Linked DNA regions of Podarcis muralis: region 2 is linked to region 1. Evidence: chromatin contacts called from public Hi-C data. All regions are on one chromosome and are shown on one strand. The core of a region is the stretch at or near the end of the contact, and the rest is flanking DNA. Distances in the headings are between cores, read along the strand shown.

The links. A called contact is a pair of places that touch in the nucleus more often than the background predicts.
Region 2: a Hi-C map of tail shows a contact between it and region 1, with 4 times the contacts expected there. The contact joins the promoter of BRD10 here to the promoter of KDM4C in region 1. A contact is called at or near these places in 2 of 3 Hi-C or Micro-C datasets (blood and tail).

The regions. Positions count from the first base shown.
Region 1 is chr17:21,720,459-21,724,841 of rPodMur119.hap1.1, forward strand. KDM4C (lysine demethylase 4C) reads right to left here and starts at 2,338. Exons shown (of 24, transcript XM_077921529.1): 1 at 1,976-2,338.
Region 2 is chr17:21,859,383-21,863,813 of rPodMur119.hap1.1, forward strand. It overlaps BRD10 (bromodomain containing 10), which reads left to right and starts at 2,334. Exons shown (of 7, transcript XM_028711567.2): 1 at 2,334-3,448. The coding sequence starts at 2,865.

The sequences.
Region 1 (4,383 bases), core at 1,088-3,587:
GAAGATCCAAACAACACTCCCAAGCGCACTCATGAACATACTGCTGCACACCTTTCTCCATTTCATCAAGACTTGTAGAGTGAATTGTGCCCGAGGAACAGATTTGTCTCCCTCTCATTCTGCCACCCTTAATGGCACCAAAAATAAGCTACCTAAGGTGACTGCCTCAGCCTTCTTACTGATAAAACTGCATCTAGATTTCATTCTTGGCACCTGCCAGTCGCATGATAGCATGATACAATACACGGGAACTAGAATTGCAGAGGAAGAGAAAAATGTAGCAGTTTGCTCACAATTTTCTTTAAAATTTGAGTTTAGCATATTTTTTGGAAAATGCAAGCTCCAAAGAAACATATAAATATATATATCTATATTAACGGAAGTTTTTTTTAAACAAAAACTTTTGCTGGAGTTTTTTACTTTTGTCGGTCTTATATGCACTCCACTGTTTTGAGTGGGAGAGTTCTCAGACTATTAAATTGCAGTCCAGGAATGGGTGGAATAGGGGTGGAGCTACACAATTCTGCAGAAGCAAAGGACTGCATCTTGAGAACTGAGAATACACCTGGACAAGGGATTATTTGCATCAGTCAGGTGACAACGTGTATAAAGAGAGTTTGGAAATGTCCTAACAAACAAGTCTCGTGACACTTTTAAGTTTAATAGATTGTGGCATCAAATATTGTGGATTATAATGTACAAAACTTTGTACATTCACAAACTAAAAAGGCTCACTGAAAGTTCAATGGTTAGCCATTATGCGGTTTATGTTGATTATGCCATGACTGCTGTTTCAATAATATAGCAACAGACCACATTCTGGTTACACAACATGAGCTTCAGCTACTGTTGGGGGACATCACTAGATAACAATCAATTATCATACTCTGATACAGCTACACAGGAGATGCCTTGCTACTAGTTTAGCGTATGATAACTTTCAAGCAAGGAGTGGGGAACAAAAGGTGGGGGGTTTTTTAAGGTTTTTTACATTTCTCAGTTTCTGAGAATTACAGTACGAGATTTTACAACACCAAACATTTCAAAACCAATAAGGAACCCGCAAACATTTCGCATGAGAGACACATCTGGAAACTTCTTGCAAAGTCAAGTGTAACAACAGCTGTGGTCACCCAGTTCTGGCAGCTTACACATGACCCTTGGAGGAAGCCTATAGATGACTCAGTACTTTCATTATTCCAGGAATGCAATCTAAAAGTAAACACCGTGATATGTTTCTTTTTGTTGTTGTTGTTTTTCTTTTAAACTGAAACCCAGGGCGAAAGAGCCAGCTGCACCTCAAAAGGGTTGGCTTTCCTGTGTGTGGCGGCCATAGACTCTCAAGTCCCAAGGAAACGAAACCTGCTGTTTGCTGCTGTCCCTTCCTACCCAAGCGGGCATTTCCCAGCATTTTGTTCGGTGTTATTTTTATTCTTATTTTTCCTCCCCCATCCACAGGGACACCAAGCGCCTCAACCCTGCCAGAGCCAACTTTGGCCATGGAAGAAGGGCCCGTCGTCGCCCTCTTGGCCATAGAATCATAGAGTTGGAATAGACCACAAGGGCCATCGAGTCCAACCCCCTGCTCCAGGCAGTGGGGCCAGCCATTCGCCCCACTGCCTGGAGCAGCACCTTTCCCTCAGAGGCCCCCCCGGCCCACCCTCCTGCCAGGCCCCACGGCGACCTCCACCCAACCCCCAAATATTTCCCCCCCTCACAACACCGGCCCTCGGCGCTGCGCTGCCCACCTTTCCCTGCCCCTCAAGGCGCTCAGCTGCCACAGCAAAGCCTCCTTCCCTCAGGGCCTCCGGAGACACCTTCTTCCTCCCAGGGCCCCACCCCCGGCAGCCCATCCTCCGGAGACCCCCCCCCCCGCCCTCCGCCCCTCTCTCCACCTGTTACTCCCCTCACGAGACGCACGGCAAACCCCTCCCCGTCCCTCCTATCCACCACCACCCGCCATGCCCGGATATACCTTTTCCCTCCTCCGCCTCAGGCGCCGACGCCGCCTCGCCTCGCCTTGGTTCGCCGGGCACGAGGGGGTTAACAGCGCGGGAGAGGGAAGGGAGGGGGGTTGGAAGCGAGGAGCCCTCCTGCTGCTGCTGCTGCTGCTGCTGCTAAGACCTCACCGCACTTCCTCGGAAAGCTTCCGACCGCGGCGGCAACTCTTTGCGCGCGCGCGCGCTGGCTCGCGCTCGTCCCCCCCCCTCCCCTCCCCTCCCCTCCCCTTTTTCCTCGTTTTGGTGGGGACTTGTTGTTCTAATGTACGCGGAATGACAGCTACGGGCCGCGCACGCGCACCTCTGTCGGCGAAGGGCTTCCTCCTCCTCCCACACCTTCCCACCCACTTTTTTTTTCTTCTTCTGCTCTTTCTCGTCCGCCGCGAGCAAACGCTGTGGCGTCACGTGACGCCAGAACGCGGCGGCGGCGGGGTTTCCTGCCTCGGAGGCCACGTGACCGAAGGAGACTCGCGACTTGAGGAGGATGAGGCGGGGAATTAGGCGGGGGTGGGAGAGGGGTGGAGTGCGGAAGGGAAAGCCAGTGGTGGTGGACGTCGTGGGGTCGCCACGTGGGGTGGGTGTGTTTCCCCCACAACAAGAGTTGGCGGCTCTATGCTGGGCGCACGACGTCGTCGTCGTCGTTGTTGTTTCCCTCTCCCACCTCAGAGATCCCCCCCCCCGCGATGGTTTCCTCCTCCTCATTCCCCCCGCAGCCGCGAGAGGGTTAACAACGCGGCAGACCTTCAAGACTCCGAGGCAAGGGAGCGCGAGCTCCTGTTTGGCAGCAAGAGGCTGTGCGCATGCGTGCGGGATTCGTGAGGTGCCGCTGTAGCCGCCAGTTCGGTTTGGCTGAACCGGCGTGAGGCGCAGCGCGCGGCAGCTGAGGCGGCCGGTGGCGGGGAGAAGAAGGGGGCCCTCGCCCGGTTAGCTGGAGGTGAGAGGCCGGGCAGAGCTGATGGGGAGGCTATAGGGGAGGCAGGTAAGAAAGGAGCACGAAACTCACCTGGCCCAGTCGCTCTAGGCCGGCTTCCAACACACACACGATATATACGATACATAGACGATATCTTTATTGTCATTGTCCCATGCAGAACAATGAAACTGAAAAACTACATAAAACATTCAAAATATTATACACACATATTATATACAGGGTGAGTCATAATATAGTATACAGTTTCCATTCGCTATAAATGGAAACTCTATACTTCATTATGAATCACCTTGTATATAAACCACTCAATAAATAAATAATCCGCAAGGCAGAATTGGAGGTAAACCATATTCCCACGTGCTTTGAAGAAAGTTGAAACTGTTACTCCTGCCCTGTCAATATTGTCATTACTATGGGGACATAACATTCGCTGCTTTCCGCTCCAGGCATGCAACGGACCCTAAGCAGATCTGGTGACAGCTGCTTAAAATGTCTAATAGAAGGGACAGGGAGCCAGAGATTCCCTTAAAAGTGGCCACATTCTGTGCTGCCGCTATAAAACTAAGGAGACAAGCTCCGAATGACTCTAATGGCCAATGTCTTAACACACATATTTTGAATTAGCGGTTAAGGTTGTCAGTTGCATATTTTAATTGTTTCGTATCTGTGTTATTTACTCTGATAAAACTCTGATAAACTTATAGAGCTTATGATTTTAACCTATGTATATTTACATGTTCTCTATTGCTGTATATCTCCATATTTCTGGTCTGTGACTCAAATAAATAAATTCATTCATTCATTCAACACCAAACATTAAAAGCTTCCTGATACAGGTGTTTCCTAAAAGTTGTATAGCTATTTATCTCCTTGACATATGATGGGAGGGTGCCACCACAGAGAAGGCCCTCTGCCTGGTTCCCTGTAACTTCTGGCACTGGGAACTGCCAGAAGGCCTTCGGTGCTAAACAGCAGTGGGTGACCCTTAATTGCGATTAATCCGCCCTCCTTGGACAGCCTCCACACTTCTTAAACTGCCATACCAGGCTGTTCCTGAGGTACGTAAAACAGGGTTTTCTCCAGGAAGTTAGCAATACATTTTAATTAGGTTTTCCTAATTCATTGTTATTAGCGCCAGAACATGTGAGGAAATAAGAGAAATGGTTGTGCTTTTAAGCATACGCTGAATGATTAACCATAATGACCCTCTCCCCCCATATATTGGGAATCTAGCTTCTAGGCAACAGGGTGCCATTTTGGGGGGACATGAATTCATAAAAAATTATACACTGCTTGTTTTTTTACAAAGCGGTTTACAAAGTTTTACAGTTGCAGGTTGTTTTATTCCCTGGAGATTCCAGGCATCGCCCTCCACATGCATACACCACCCCCCCCAGTAAGCTAAGGTTTACTGTTATTTGTTACTATTTAACAGAATTGTATCTCACT
Region 2 (4,431 bases), core at 1,084-3,583, 140 kb after region 1:
TCCTGGATCTGACAACCACTTGCAAACAGGGTCTCTTCCTGGAATTGAGTTCAAGTTTTTTGGGCCTTATCTAGCCTCCCATTGTAATCTGAAACTGGTCTAGGACCCACATGACCTTACTTGATTCAGATGTAACAGATAAATAGAACTGAGCATCATCAATATAATGACACCATGCTCCGAGTCTCCCAGTGACTGCCCCAATGGCTTTATATTAGCACACACTTTGTCTTTTGCAAAGACCAACAAAGTGAGAACGATCACCCACTTCTCCAAGTCCTCTAGCACATGGGGAAGACTTAAGAGAGGTAGGTTCAAGGGCAACCATAAATACTGGCAGACCAGAATGTCAAACATAGGATATTCTAGGTGTATAGGAAACTGTTATGGATTCCCCTTTATGGGTGCACCCAACCCTTCAGATACGACAACCATTATGAGATTTTGCTTCCAACTAAAGAACCCCCCTTTTTTTACAGGCACCTTTAGTTTGTTATTCTGTCAGGCTTTAATTGTGCTGCTCTTGATTCTCACCCAAATTTAATAAGGGTTTTTTACGCCAAGCTTAGTTGTGAGCATATCTGAACATTCATAATGTAGTTGAAAACTGTGCCGTCCCCTTTTTTGGTGTTTACCATTCTCCACTTCCTTTGGGAGGAGGGGCAGGGTAGAAAATTTTAAAAATAAATATTGATTTGAGGTTTTACTGAAAGTGGGCAAGAATTCGGATAAACAAATAAAAGTTGTGGAGCAGTTAACATACAATATTATGTATTGTTACATGTAGCAAAGCTAGGGTGGAGTGTGTGCTGATACACTTATATGAAAGGAGTTTAAGTTTTATGATTCTTTGCAGCCTACTACCCAGGGCATTTCTTCAGCAGGAGCTCAATGGAACTCAGTTCCGGCACCTCTCAGGCGAGCAACACTGCCATTCTATGTGAACGAGGGAGGGATTCATAGGGAGTACCAGCACCTCCTTTTCTAGAAAAATAGCTGCTATTCAAACCTAGCAGTTCGAAAGCATGTCAAAGTGCAAGTAGATAAATAGGTACCGCTCCGGCGGGAAGGTAAACGACGTTTCCATGCGCTGCTCTGGTTTCGCCAGAAGCGGCTTAGTCATGCTGGCCACATGACCCGGAAAAACTGTCTGTGGACAAACATCGGCTCCCTCGGTCAGTAAAGCGAGATGAGCGCTGCAACCCCAGAGTCATTCATGACTGGACTTAACGGTTAGGGGTCCTTTACCTTTTTAAAGGTAAAGGGTAAAGGGACACCTGACCATTAGGTCCAGTCGTGACCAACTCTGGGGTTGCGGCACTCATCTTGCTTTATTGACCGAGGGAGCCGGTGTACAGCTTCTGGGTCATGTGGCCAGCATGACTAAGCTGCTTCTGGCGAACCAGAGCAGCACACGGAAACGCCGTTTACCTTCCTGTTGGAGCAGTACCTATTTATCTACTTGCACTTTAATGTGCTTTCGAACTGCTAGGTTGGCAGGAGCAGGGAGCAAGCAACGGGAGCACACCCCGTTGTGGGGATTCGAACCATCGACCTTCTGATCGGCAAGTCTTAGGTTCTGTGGTTTAACCCACACCTTTTTACCTCTAAATAAACATATTCAGCTAAACACTAAATCTGATATGGACTACACTGATACATCTTTCAGTTCCCGGCATAAATAACTCTTCCACTGCCACCACAATCCTAATAGCGTCTACTCTGAAGACATCCTACCGATATCAATGGGGTTTTCTGCCAAGAAAGTCTTGAAACATGAGTGAATAATCTAATACTGCGTGGCAAAGCTGCACAAAGCTGCGACCACCACCTACTGGACAAGGAGCTAATCGCGCTCCCAAAAACAACACACTTCTGCACATTCCTCAAAACCTTCCCGCAAACGCAACGTGAGTCTGCCCCCCATTTCTCCCCATCGCAAGACTGCAATGGATGCAAAAAAAACCGAAAATCCCAAGTCGACGGGCTTTGATGACAAATGCCGCTCCCTCCACCCAACCATTGAAGACGGCACACCTCCGAAATTGCAGAGAGACTATTGGAACTCAGCCCCCAAAACAACCAGCCGCATGCCACCCCTGACGAAGAGATCTTTGTTGCATTTTCCAACTGAATCTTAATACACGTATGACGAGCCCAGCAGCTTCTCCGTGAGCTCCCTTTAAATGACCCTGAGCGGACATGCGCAGTGCTACTCTACCGCCTGCCTACCTGCCCGCCCCCTCCCCTCCCTTCCCGTCGCTCCTTGATGACGAAAACCCCGCAGCTGGCGTCCAAAACAAAACGCGCAGCCTGGCTCCGCCACGCATGCGCAGTTTCCTCAAGAGGCCACTCTTTTTCCCTTTCCCCCACCCTTTCTGCCTCTTGTCTGTGGCGGGGGGGAGGGGACAGCTCAGGTCTGGCAGCCGCAGCAGCAGCAGCCCCCCCCCCTCCCCGCTCCCGCTTAACTGACAGCGCGACCGGCTTCGGCCGCGTCCCTCAGCGAACGCCGCGGGCGCTCGAGCGCCGTGAGGGGAACCAGCAGGCCTCGCCTCCGCCGGCTTCTAGCGGAAGGGGGCAGCCCGGCAGCAGGTCCCGCACGCCGGGCAAGAGGGGGGCGGTGTCGGCGGCGGCTTCCCCAGCCGTCTTCCTTCTTCTCCTCTCCGGGGTCCGAGGCCGGGGAGCGCGGCTGCTGCTGCCGCCACCTGCCGCCACAGGTGGACAGCCCTGTATATACCCCGCCGTGAGGGGCTTCATGCCGGGCACAGAGTAGCGGCGGCGGCCGGCCTAAGCGAGGAGAAGCGGGGAGCCCGTCGGATGCCCGTCGCCGGCAGCCTCGGCGTCAGGGCCGGCGGCATCGGGGCATGAACCTGGCGCAGCCCGAGGGCCAAGAGGAGGAGGAGGAGGAAGGCGGCGGCGAGGAGGAAGAAGAAGAGGAAGGCGGCATGGAGCCTCCGGAGGACGTAGCTGCAGCGGACCCGGCGCCGGTTGGGTGCCCGCTCCAAGAAGCGGCCGGAGGAGAAGGGGCCGGCGGCGGCTGGGAGCAGAGCCTGAGCCCGGAGCTGCAGCAGGCGCGCCGGATCCTGAGCGAGTTCCTGCTGGAAAAGCACCGGCCCCTGACAGCTCCTTTCCTGAGACCTTTCGGAGGAGGAAGCCAGCAGGAGGCTGAAGGGGGGCTGCAAAGTGGATCGGCCGGCTCCTCCTCCTCCTCTTCTTCTTCCCAGGATCCGTCCAGCCAAGATCCTCCACCGCCACTCTCTGGGATGTGGTTGCTGAAGATGGAAGAGAAGTTTTCCTCCGGCCAGTACAAAGGGATCGCGGATTTCGTGGCCGATTTCCGGCTGATGCTAGAGACGTGCTACCGGCTGCACGGGGTGGATCACTGGCTCTCCAAGCAGGCCCAGAAGTTGGAGATGATGCTGGAGCAGAAGCTGGCGCTGCTGTCTCGGTAAGGTGTGATGGTGATGGGCCGAGCTTCTTCCTGTCTGGGTTGTTGTCATCAGTTTCACTCCTTAGGAGCTCAGCCTTCTCCCTATTTTATCCTCACAACAACCCCGTGAGGTAGGCTAGTGTTGGGAGTACTTTAGCCACTGAGGGAGGGTTTGAACCCAGGTCTCTCAAGTCCTAGCCCAGCACTCTAACCTCTGACTGTATACCACACTGACTCTTAAGGAACACCGAAAAGGAAAGTGTAGAGTTGTCCTTCTTGTGAAATGTTATGTATTGCCACAATTCACGTAGAAATCTATTCTTTAATGTATTACCTATATTTCTGTGGCTACAGTCCTAAGGACGTTTAGTAGGAAGTAAGTACCATTGCACTCGGTGGGCTTCCTTACCCGTAAACATGTTTAAGATGGTGCTGCAAATCTTTGGCACAAACTCATTCAAGGTGATAATCTACTTGTAGTGCAGACTTGTGGATGAATGCTTAGTAGTAACTTCTATTGAATTCAGTGAGATTGCTCCAGGGCTAGTATGTATAGGATCATGCCTAACATGTGCACAGTTACCTGGAAGTAAGTTCCATTGGAATAAAGAGAAACTTCTTAGTAAACATGTATGTGTTTGGTTGTTAACATGTACTGAAAGCATTTGTTTTCATTTTTAGCAGCATGTTACCTTTTTTGTAGCATGTATACTTAGAGTAAATGACAATATTACTTCCAAATAGACAATATCTGTTAATTGTTTTAATTTCTAAAAAGGGAGGTTAAAGGGTTTAGGTTTCTTTAAACCCAATTCCCTGAGTCTGTATGTAGGGGACCTGTTGTCCTGAAATTGAAAACTGGATTTAGGGTCTGAATTTAACCATTAAAATGAAATCCTAGTCCTGATGAGGTAATGCCTTGGGTTTTGTGGATGTTAGCATTAGGCTGAAGACATAATGCACACTTATCTCAGAGTACGTCCCACTGAAAACAATGACAC